Linked DNA regions of Macaca mulatta: all the other regions are linked to region 3. A link is a contact called in public Hi-C data. All regions are on one chromosome and are shown on one strand. Each heading gives the region's core, a stretch centred on a gene start, on an enhancer-like site or on the middle of the called end of the contact. The rest is flanking DNA. Distances are from core to core; before and after follow the strand shown. Region 1 holds the start of H2AC6 (H2A clustered histone 6). Region 2 holds the start of H1-2 (H1.2 linker histone, cluster member). Region 3 holds the start of H2BC10 (H2B clustered histone 10).

Region 1 (3,186 bases), core at 656-3,155, 150 kb after region 3:
CAGCCCGCCTAGACTTCCCTGCCCACTTAATTCCGATCAAAGCAGAAACCGGCCCGGCGCGGTGGCTCACGCCTGTAATTCCAGCACTTTGGGAGGCAGAGGCCGGCGGATCACCTGAAGTCAGGAGACCAGCCCAGCTAACATGGTGAAACTCCGTTTCTACTAGTGGCGGGCGTCTGTAATCCCATATACTAGGCAGGCTGAGGCTGAGGCAGGAGAGTCGTCTGAAACCGTGAGGCGGAGTTTGCATGCCGTGAGCCAAGATCGCGCCACTGCACTCCAGCTTGGGCAACAAGAGCAAAACTCCATTTCAAAAAAGCAAACAGATTTCAAAAAGCGCAGAAACCGAGATCCGGAAGAAAACCTCGGCGAGACTCAGAATCCAGGAAAACAGGTCCCTAGAAATTTGCCCACGGTCCCAGATCTCCATTTCTTGTGGGTGGGGCAGCTGTTACCAGAGACAGAAGCAAAGGTTTTCTTTTTTGGAGACGGTGTCTCACTCTGTTGCCCAAGCTGGATGACAGTGGCACGGTCTCGGCTTACTGCAGCCTCCCCCTCCCTCCCACCTCAAGCGACTGTCCTGAGTCAGACTCAAGAGTAGCTGCAATTGAAAGGTATGTGCCACCACGCCCGACTAGTTTTTGTTAATTTTTTTTAGAGACGAGTTTCATCATGTTGGCCAGGTTAGCGTCGAACTCGTGACCTCAGGTGATCCGCGCCCCTCGGCCTCCCAAAGTGCTAGGATTAGAGAGGTGAGCAGAAAGCAAAGGTTTTTGAGTGGCCACAGGCCCCAGTCTCCTTTTTTGGCTGTCCTGGAAACCTAGACGCTTGAGTCTCTTAAAATAAAACAGCACGTTGCGTGTCAGGCATCGTTCTAGAGTAGAGACATTAGTCTGTTTTTTAGACACCTTTCAACTTCCTGGTTAACTTTTAGACAGTATACTCTGCACTTTAGCAGGAATGGAACCTAGAAGTTTAACAGAATTAAGAAAATGAGGCTGCCTACAGCCTAAATTGAGAACAAAATAGAAGGGGGACTAGTCGGAGGGCCGAACGAGGTTACCGTCACGCTACAGTTTTGCCTTGAATTTACATTTTAAAAGCAATCAGTTTTTTAGATCACCAGGTATCCCTAGAATGTAAACTAATTAGGCACCAACTATGGTCGATCTTACAAAACACTAGACTAGATAGTTAGAATATAATGATAGCACATACGAACATTAGATCCTAACTGACCTAATAGACCAACCTTTAGTAACACCGTTCCCCAAAAAACTGAAAAGCAAGAATACACGTTGCTCCAGATTGAGATAAAATTAACTTACCTTAGTGCTTTTTTCCCTCGTACGTACAAGCAGTGAGGTTAGCTCTTCCTCTGAAACGGTAGGGGGGCTCTGAAAAGAGCCTTTGGGTTTGATAGCGTTTCACGGAAGCTCAGATGCCTGTCAAATCACTTGCCCTTGGCCTTGTGGTGACTCTCGGTTTTCTTAGGCAAAAGCACGGCCTGGATATTAGGAAGGACGCCGCCCTGAGCAATTGTCACCCGGCCTAGCAGCTTGTTGAGCTCCTCGTCGTTACGGATGGCCAGCTGCAAGTGGCGCGGGATGATGCGGGTCTTCTTGTTGTCGCGAGCCGCGTTGCCGGCCAGCTCCAGGATCTCGGCAGTCAGGTACTCCAACACAGCCGCCAGGTACACCGGCGCGCCTGCCCCGACCCGCTCTGCGTAATTGCCTTTGCGGAGCAGGCGGTGCACTCGGCCCACCGGGAACTGGAGACCAGCACGAGAAGAGCGAGATTTCGCTTTGGCGCGAGCTTTGCCTCCCTGCTTACCGCGTCCAGACATCTCAATAACACAAAACAGCACCAAAACAAGCAGTCCAAGCTCAGGAGAAAACAAACAAAATCGAAAAATGTGTAAAACATGGCTGCTTTTATAGGTAGTTGCTGGGGAGTAAATCCGACTTTTCGATTGGTCGGTAGCAAATACTAGTCAGGTAGCCAATAGAAAAGCTGCACTTTCATACCTCATTTGCATAGCTCGGCCCACGGATGACAACTCTGCAGTTTGTCTTCCAATTAACTAAGAGGTACTCTCCATCCCTCATTAGCATAAAGGCCCTATAAGTAGCAGAAATCCGTTGTTTACTTCCGACACATTTCTGGTGTTAAAGATGCCTGAGCCAGCCAAGTCTGCTCCCGCCCCAAAGAAGGGCTCCAAGAAGGCGGTGACCAAGGCGCAGAAAAAAGATGGGAAAAAGCGCAAGCGCAGCCGCAAGGAGAGCTACTCTGTTTATGTGTACAAGGTGCTGAAGCAGGTCCACCCCGACACCGGCATCTCTTCCAAAGCGATGGGGATCATGAATTCTTTCGTTAACGACATATTTGAGCGTATCGCGGGGGAGGCTTCCCGCCTGGCGCATTACAACAAGCGCTCGACCATCACCTCCAGGGAGATACAGACTGCCGTGCGCCTGCTCCTTCCCGGAGAGCTGGCGAAGCACGCCGTGTCGGAGGGCACCAAGGCCGTCACCAAGTACACCAGCTCCAAGTAAACTTTTCAAGTAAGCGTCTTAACACTTAACCCCAAAGGCTCTTTTAAGAGCCACCCACATACCCACTAAAAGAGCTGTGGCCTGACGCCAAAGTTTTATTTGGCGGCGGAAGAGTATTAGGGATTGGAGAAGGGTGGGGACAAGTTCTACAACTTAGAGAGGGACAAAGGGGCCTGAGCCTGGAAGAAACCAGCCACTAAAAATGGGTTTGGGGTCAATTCGTTGCGCTTAAATTTAAAATAGAGACAAGCGGCCATTTTGCTAACCCCGCGTTCCCGGAAGAAACTTCAGGCTCGCGTGGGTTTCGGACCCAGTTGTCTGTCCCTGTTTACGTCGCCTGGATGAACGGCTGCCGTAAAGTCATAATTTCGACATCAGTTTCTAGCCAATAGGCTGTCCTGTCATTTTTAATATTAACCAATCGAGAGAAAGCTGGTTTGAAGCCCTTATTTACATAGCGGACCGGAGTGGAAACCTGGGGAGTAACTGGCTAAGGAAGGACACCCACTCTGTTTTCGTGGCGCACACCTTCGTAATATACTGAAGGCTGTGTCTCCTTGGTTTCCAACTGCCCCGGTAATAAAGTCCTTTAACATAATACGTGTCGGTTTTGATAAGAGTAAGGCAGTAA
Region 2 (2,868 bases), core at 67-2,566, 210 kb after region 3:
TTACTTTGCCTTTAATCTCTAGAAAAAAATAGCAATTACTTGGGGTCGGAGAGTAAAATAAGTAGTGAACCTTAAAGTAGTAAACTTGAGAACAGAATAGTTTCAGAGGGGAAAAGAAGAGGTGATTTTCAGCTCATCAACAAAAGATCTTATAATAAATTACATGTTCTGGTACTTTTCCTATCTTTCTGTGTAAATTTTTGCTATTTAAAAAATAAATTTCAAATATATTGTTCATCTTAAAAGTCAAGAGTTTGTTTTATTAAAGTCAGTTGCTTTATTTGCAATTCAAAGATATATTTGAGTTTCAAACTGGAGATTGTCCTGTACGGTAACTTGTGTAAGGTGTGGTTATTGAAAGTAACCTCTAATTTTCATGGGCTGAAATTCATCTCTAATATTGCAATGTACAAAAATAAATAAATAAATAAATGCTTGTTTTCTTTGAAAACATATTATCTCAGTGCCTCTAACTGCCAAATCTATTGGCTTTCTTTGCAGGCTTAAGGGATCTCCCTTGTTCCTTTATTATCTCTATCTTGAGAGCCAGACCTCCTGCCTTACACAACTCAGAGGGGGACCTCAGAGCTTTTTAAAAAGAGCCCAATTTCTCGCCTGTAGAGAAGTGAAAAGGATGCCCCGCCCCCATCTATGAAAAGAAGGATTTGATGGTTTCAATGTCTTCAAATCAAAGATTTAAGTCTCTAGCCCCCCACCACACCGGACCCTACCAAGGCTCATGAACCCCCTCCCATCCCTCCCTAATTACTTTGGACTGGCCCTGGAATCCTTGTCCCAGTCCACAGTTCCTGTGCGTCTGCAGGAAGAATTCACACAGGACCTGTGTTACTTCCCTTGTGAAGAAACAGAATTATCATGAAAATTTAGGTGGAAACCATTTCGCTTTTTTTTTCAAAAATAAGGGAAGCATGTGCCCAACCACCCCTGGGAAAAAGAACTTTCAGGGGCAAAGGAGCGAACAGGTAATTTATAAGAAAAACAGAAAGTGGTCTCTGACTGCCCCAGACTTCCTTCGGAGTTGGGGGAATTGGGGACGCCTGGACGCGTTGTTTTTGTGGTTGTGGAAAAAATAAATGAAAAGCCTGAAGCCCGAGGCTTCTGAGATCCTTTCCTGACCAAATCCGGGTGATTTGGTGCAGGGAATTTTAATATTTTTCCCCTTTTGTGAGGTGGAACAAACACAACTTGGGAGCAGCGCAGCGACTCAGAGCCTGCCAGCCAGGCGGGCCACCAGAGCACCAATCAGAGCGCTCCTGCGCTCTATATATACAGCGGCCCTGCCCAAGCGCTGTTTCATCGGCGCTTTGCCACTTGTACCCGAGTTGTTGATCCTCAACATGTCCGAGACTGCTCCTGTCGCTCCCGCTGCCGCGCCTCCGGCGGAGAAAGTCCCCGTAAAGAAGAAAACAGCCAAGAAATCTGGGGGGCCGCCTCGTAAGGCATCTGGTCCCCCGGTGTCAGAGCTCATCACCAAGGCGGTGGCAGCCTCTAAAGAGCGCAGCGGGGTTTCTCTTGCTGCTTTGAAAAAAGCGTTGGCTGCCGCCGGCTATGATGTGGAGAAAAACAACAGCCGAATCAAACTTGGTCTCAAGAGTCTGGTGAGCAAGGGCACTCTGGTGCAGACTAAGGGCACCGGTGCTTCTGGTTCCTTCAAACTTAACAAGAAGGCAGCCTCCGGCGAAACCAAGCCCAAGGTTAAGAAGGTGGGCGCAGCCAAGCCTAAGAAGCCGGTTGGGGCAGCTAAGAAGCCTAGGAAGGCGACTGGCGGCGCTACCCCGAAGAAGAGCGCTAAGAAAACACCGAAGAAGGCGAAGAAGCCGGCCGCGGCCACTGTGACCAAGAAAGTGGCCAAGAGCCCAAAGAAGGCCAAGGTTGCGAAGCCCAAGAAAGCTGCCAAAAGTGCTGCTAAGTCCGTGAAGCCCAAGGCCGCCAAGCCCAAGGTTGTCAAGCCTAAGAAGGCGGCACCCAAGAAGAAATAGGTGGACGCCTGCTTCAAAAAACCCAAAAGGCTCTTTTCAGAGCCACCACTGATCTCAATAAAAGAGCTGGATACTTGTTTTTCTTAGTTGCCCTTGTTCCTTTTCTTGCTCGACCCTGCTCCTTAAGGTTAGTCGAACGGGAACCTTATAAGACAAATAAGTAACGGGGGTTCGAGAGTGGCCGTGGTGAGGTTACGGCGCTTAAACCTTTACTGCGACTTCCATGTCCCTGACTGCTGCTTCGAGGCGTTTCCCGCTGGCGGATGTTTTTGGGATGGCAGTCAGCCACGCCCCAGGCCTGTGAAAGGCAGAAAAGATCGCAAAACAAGAGCCAGTTTCTTCGTCTAAAGGGATATCCGGATTGGACTAAAAAATAATTCAAAAGTCCCGCCCTGCTCCTGGGTTGGTCCGTCGTTCTAGTCCATGACTTTAATTCTATATTTAATTGGATGGTGGCAGACGTTGCTTATTCCGTGTGTGTTGCTTCTCTGTGACTTGAAAGTTTTGCCTCTTGATATTAACGTTCGGGATTTCGGACGCTTTCCATGTTGTAGGTAGTCAAGTTGGTATCTCCTGGAGGTAGTGGCAACATCCAGCCCTGGGAGGAGAGTGCGTGCAGGTACCTTTGTCCTACATTCCTCTGCTGTTAATTTCTCATTCCTGTGGTAACAAAGGAATGCATTTGAATAAACAGCGGCAATAGCCCTTCCTCCACCCAAGGCAATCGTGGACCTAGGGAGCTTTTTGTTTCTCATATCATGCATGTAGTGTTCCGCTAAACTGACAGATTTGAGCGTATCGATTTTGAGCGTATCGAAAGCACAACTTTTAGCCAGCCATTTTGTCCTCGCTTGACGGTTACTTATCC
Region 3 (2,951 bases), core at 349-2,848:
TAATTCCTTGTAACCCTCCTCTCTTAAAATGAAATTTCAGGAAAGGAAGTAGCTGTGGACAAAGTCGTTCCAGGACACGGAGGAGGTGGCTGAGGGAGAACACAGTCCTTGGAGCCTTAAAAAGGCTTACAGATAAAGCATATGAATGTAGCACCGGGAATTTTCATTTCTTTGCTCCAACTTCAGGCTATCCTGTTGCCTGTTCTTTCTCTTAAACCTCAATATGTTCAGCTAGGAAGATGGTAGAGTTCCTGATCTTGCCAAGAGGTAATATATATAGCTACGTGAAGTAATCCATTAATTATAAACTCAGTAAAATTTGTAAAGAAATTAGTAGAGTTGGAAGGGGGATAATGAGAACGTCTGGTAGCGATCTGCCATGGTTTAGAAATGCAACCAACAGAGGTGATTTCCTCCGTCAAATGCCGCTCCAATCATTTACAAGTTAACAACGAACTACAAGACGAATTTCGCTTTCTCAGAGCTTATTTTAGATTTAATACTACCCCAAACTTGATTTCCACCCGGCTACTCCAAGTCAAGGGCAATAGGATGTTAAAGTGAAACTAAAAGCGAAAACATAGCTTTAAGGTGGTGGTGTGCGGGAAGAAAAGTGGGGATCAACCTAGAACACGATTTTTCCTTAGCTGCTGAGTGAAATGTCTCATATTAAGCTGCATACGCACTTACTCCTTGGTGACGCTTACAATCTATAGGGGAAAAAACAACGAACCTGGACTTTTTGAGGGCAGTCTCGCTCTTATACCCCAGGTTTGAGTACAACGGCTCGATCTCGGCTCACTGCAACCTCCGCCTCCCGGGCTCAAACGATTCTTCTGACTGCCTCCCAAGTAGCTGGGATTAAGTCTGCCACCATTCCCGGCTAATTTTTGTATATTTTAGTAGAAACGGGGTTTCACCATGTTGGCTAGGCTGGTCTCGAACTCCTGACCTCATGTGATCCGCCCTCCTCGGCCTCCAAAAGTGCTGGGATTACAGGCGTGAGCCACTGCGCGCGGCCGAACTTGGACGTTTTAGTAAACCCTTACTATCCCATGTGTTGCTTAGCCATTTTACCTTGCCAACTCTGGAAAATTACAGATCTTTAAACGACAACATGGGTGGCTCTTAAAAGAGCCTTTGGGTCGTTGGCGCTTTTACTCAGGTAACTATTTATTTGGAGCTGGTGTACTTGGTGACAGCCTTGGTGCCCTCCGACACCGCGTGTTTGGCCAGCTCCCCGGGGAGCAGCAGGCGCACGGCCGTTTGTATCTCCCTGGAAGTGATAGTCGAGCGCTTGTTGTAATGCGCCAGGCGGGAAGCCTCGCCTGCGATACGCTCAAAAATGTCGTTGACGAAGGAGTTCATGATACCCATAGCCTTGGACGAGATGCCGGTGTCGGGGTGGACCTGCTTCAGCACCTTGTACACGTACACGGAATAGCTCTCCTTACGGCTGCGCTTGCGCTTCTTGCCGTCCTTCTTCTGTGCCTTGGTCACCGCCTTCTTCGAGCCCTTCTTCGGGGCAGGGGCTGACTTAGCTGGTTCTGGCATGTTCGCAGCCGAAGTGACACCGTCAAACGACCACAGGGAAATGCTGGCGAGCCCAAACGCCCTCGTTATTTATTCCGTGTATATGCAAATGAGGCTTGCTGAGTTTCGGTTTCTGATTGGTTCTTTTAATGTCTGAACATACGATAGGCCATTTCTAAATTCCTAAATCTCATTGGCTCTCCCAGAAGCTCAACCTCATAATTTGACCTTTCAACTATAATTATGTAAGTCAGAAGTTTTTTTTTTTTTTTTTTTTTTAACTTTTTTTAAACATCTGCTTTTCGATTGGCTGAAATCTTTGTTCAGGAGATAGCACAGGCCACTTTACCGAATATAGATTATAGTAGTTTAGCTGGTTGCGTTTTACTAGAACCAGTCACTTTCCTTCTTCTAAACAATTATTTAAATACTTCACTGCGTCTGGATGTGGAAAGCAGGGCAGCAAAGCTGGCGCCAAGGCTCAAACACACTCTTCCAGGGCTGGTCTCCAGTTTTCTGTGGGCCGAGGGCACCGCCTGCTCCGCAAGGGCAACTACGGCGAGCGGGTGGGGGCCAGCGCGCCCGTGTACCTGGCGGCGGTGCTGGAGTACCTGACCGCCAAGATCCTGGAGTTGGCGGGCAACGCGGCCCGCGACAGAAGACCTGCGTCATTCCCCGACGCCTGCAGCTGGCCATCCACCGCGAGAAGCTCAACAAGCTGCTGGGCAAAGTTACTATCGCGCAGGGCGGTGTCCTGCCCAATATTCAGGCCGTACTGTGGCCCTGTCTATACAAGTGACTGACTAGGCGAACAGGACTAATGAGAAAATGTCTAATATCGCAAGTAAGTGCTTTAATGTATTCGGGAAGAAGCAAGTTCAATAATGTTTGCAAAACTGTGTAAAGTTTACATGGACAGGGCCACTCCAGTGTTCAAGTTACCCTGCAGAAGAGGCTAGTGGGGATGGTAGCCTGGAATATCAATAGGACCCAATGAAAAGTAAATGAGAGTCGTTGGAAAACCTAGTTAGTCTGTCCTTTAAAAATTCTCAACCGAAGCAAAACACCATTTGGGACAAAATACAATTCAGTTAACATTTGTTGCTCACTGTTTTATGTAGGTGACTTCTTGGCTTGTGATTTCCCAGGTACACCACCCAGGAATCCTGCCTTGTGGTCAAAAGTTTCTAGCTAGCGGCAGTTCAAGTTACTCCGGAAAACCACAGATAAACTTCTCAAAACGTGGTCCTCCGAATCTGGCCCCACAACACATCTACTGAATGAGAATTAGCGTCTTCCAAAGTCTTAAAGTAGTCGTTTACGGACTACAGCTTGAAAAGCGCAGAATTAGAATTTTAGGAAATTAACGCTCTTGGATCGCATACTAACAGAGAAGAGAGGATTAAAAAATGAAGTGA

What was found. A called contact is a pair of places that touch in the nucleus more often than the background predicts.
Region 1: a contact with region 3 is called in a Hi-C map of fetal cortex germinal zone, with 2.7 times the contacts expected there. The contact joins the promoter of H2AC6 here to the promoter of H2BC10 in region 3. A contact is called at or near these places in 2 of 14 Hi-C or Micro-C datasets (fetal cortex germinal zone and liver).
Region 2: a Hi-C map of liver shows a contact between it and region 3, with 4 times the contacts expected there. The contact joins the promoter of H1-2 here to the promoter of H2BC10 in region 3. A contact is called at or near these places in 2 of 14 Hi-C or Micro-C datasets (fetal cortex germinal zone and liver).

What each region holds. Positions count from the first base shown.
Region 1 is chr4:156,986,034-156,989,219 of T2T-MMU8v2.0, forward strand. It overlaps H2AC6 (H2A clustered histone 6), which reads right to left and starts at 1,906. Exons shown (of 2, transcript NM_001193778.2): 1 at 1,329-1,906. The coding sequence starts at 1,846. The coding sequence ends at 1,454. H2BC4 (H2B clustered histone 4) reads left to right here and starts at 2,154. Exons shown (of 2, transcript XM_001086167.5): 1 at 2,154-2,564. The coding sequence starts at 2,175. The coding sequence ends at 2,555.
Region 2 is chr4:157,051,916-157,054,783 of T2T-MMU8v2.0, forward strand. It overlaps H1-2 (H1.2 linker histone, cluster member), which reads left to right and starts at 1,317. Exons shown (of 1, transcript XM_001084417.5): 1 at 1,317-2,868. The coding sequence starts at 1,359. The coding sequence ends at 2,000.
Region 3 is chr4:156,841,106-156,844,056 of T2T-MMU8v2.0, forward strand. It overlaps H2BC10 (H2B clustered histone 10), which reads right to left and starts at 1,599. Exons shown (of 1, transcript XM_078000863.1): 1 at 1-1,599. The coding sequence starts at 1,554. The coding sequence ends at 1,174. LOC144340549 (histone H3.1) reads left to right here and starts at 1,830. Exons shown (of 2, transcript XM_078000862.1): 1 at 1,830-2,377; 2 at 2,655-2,951. It also overlaps H2AC10.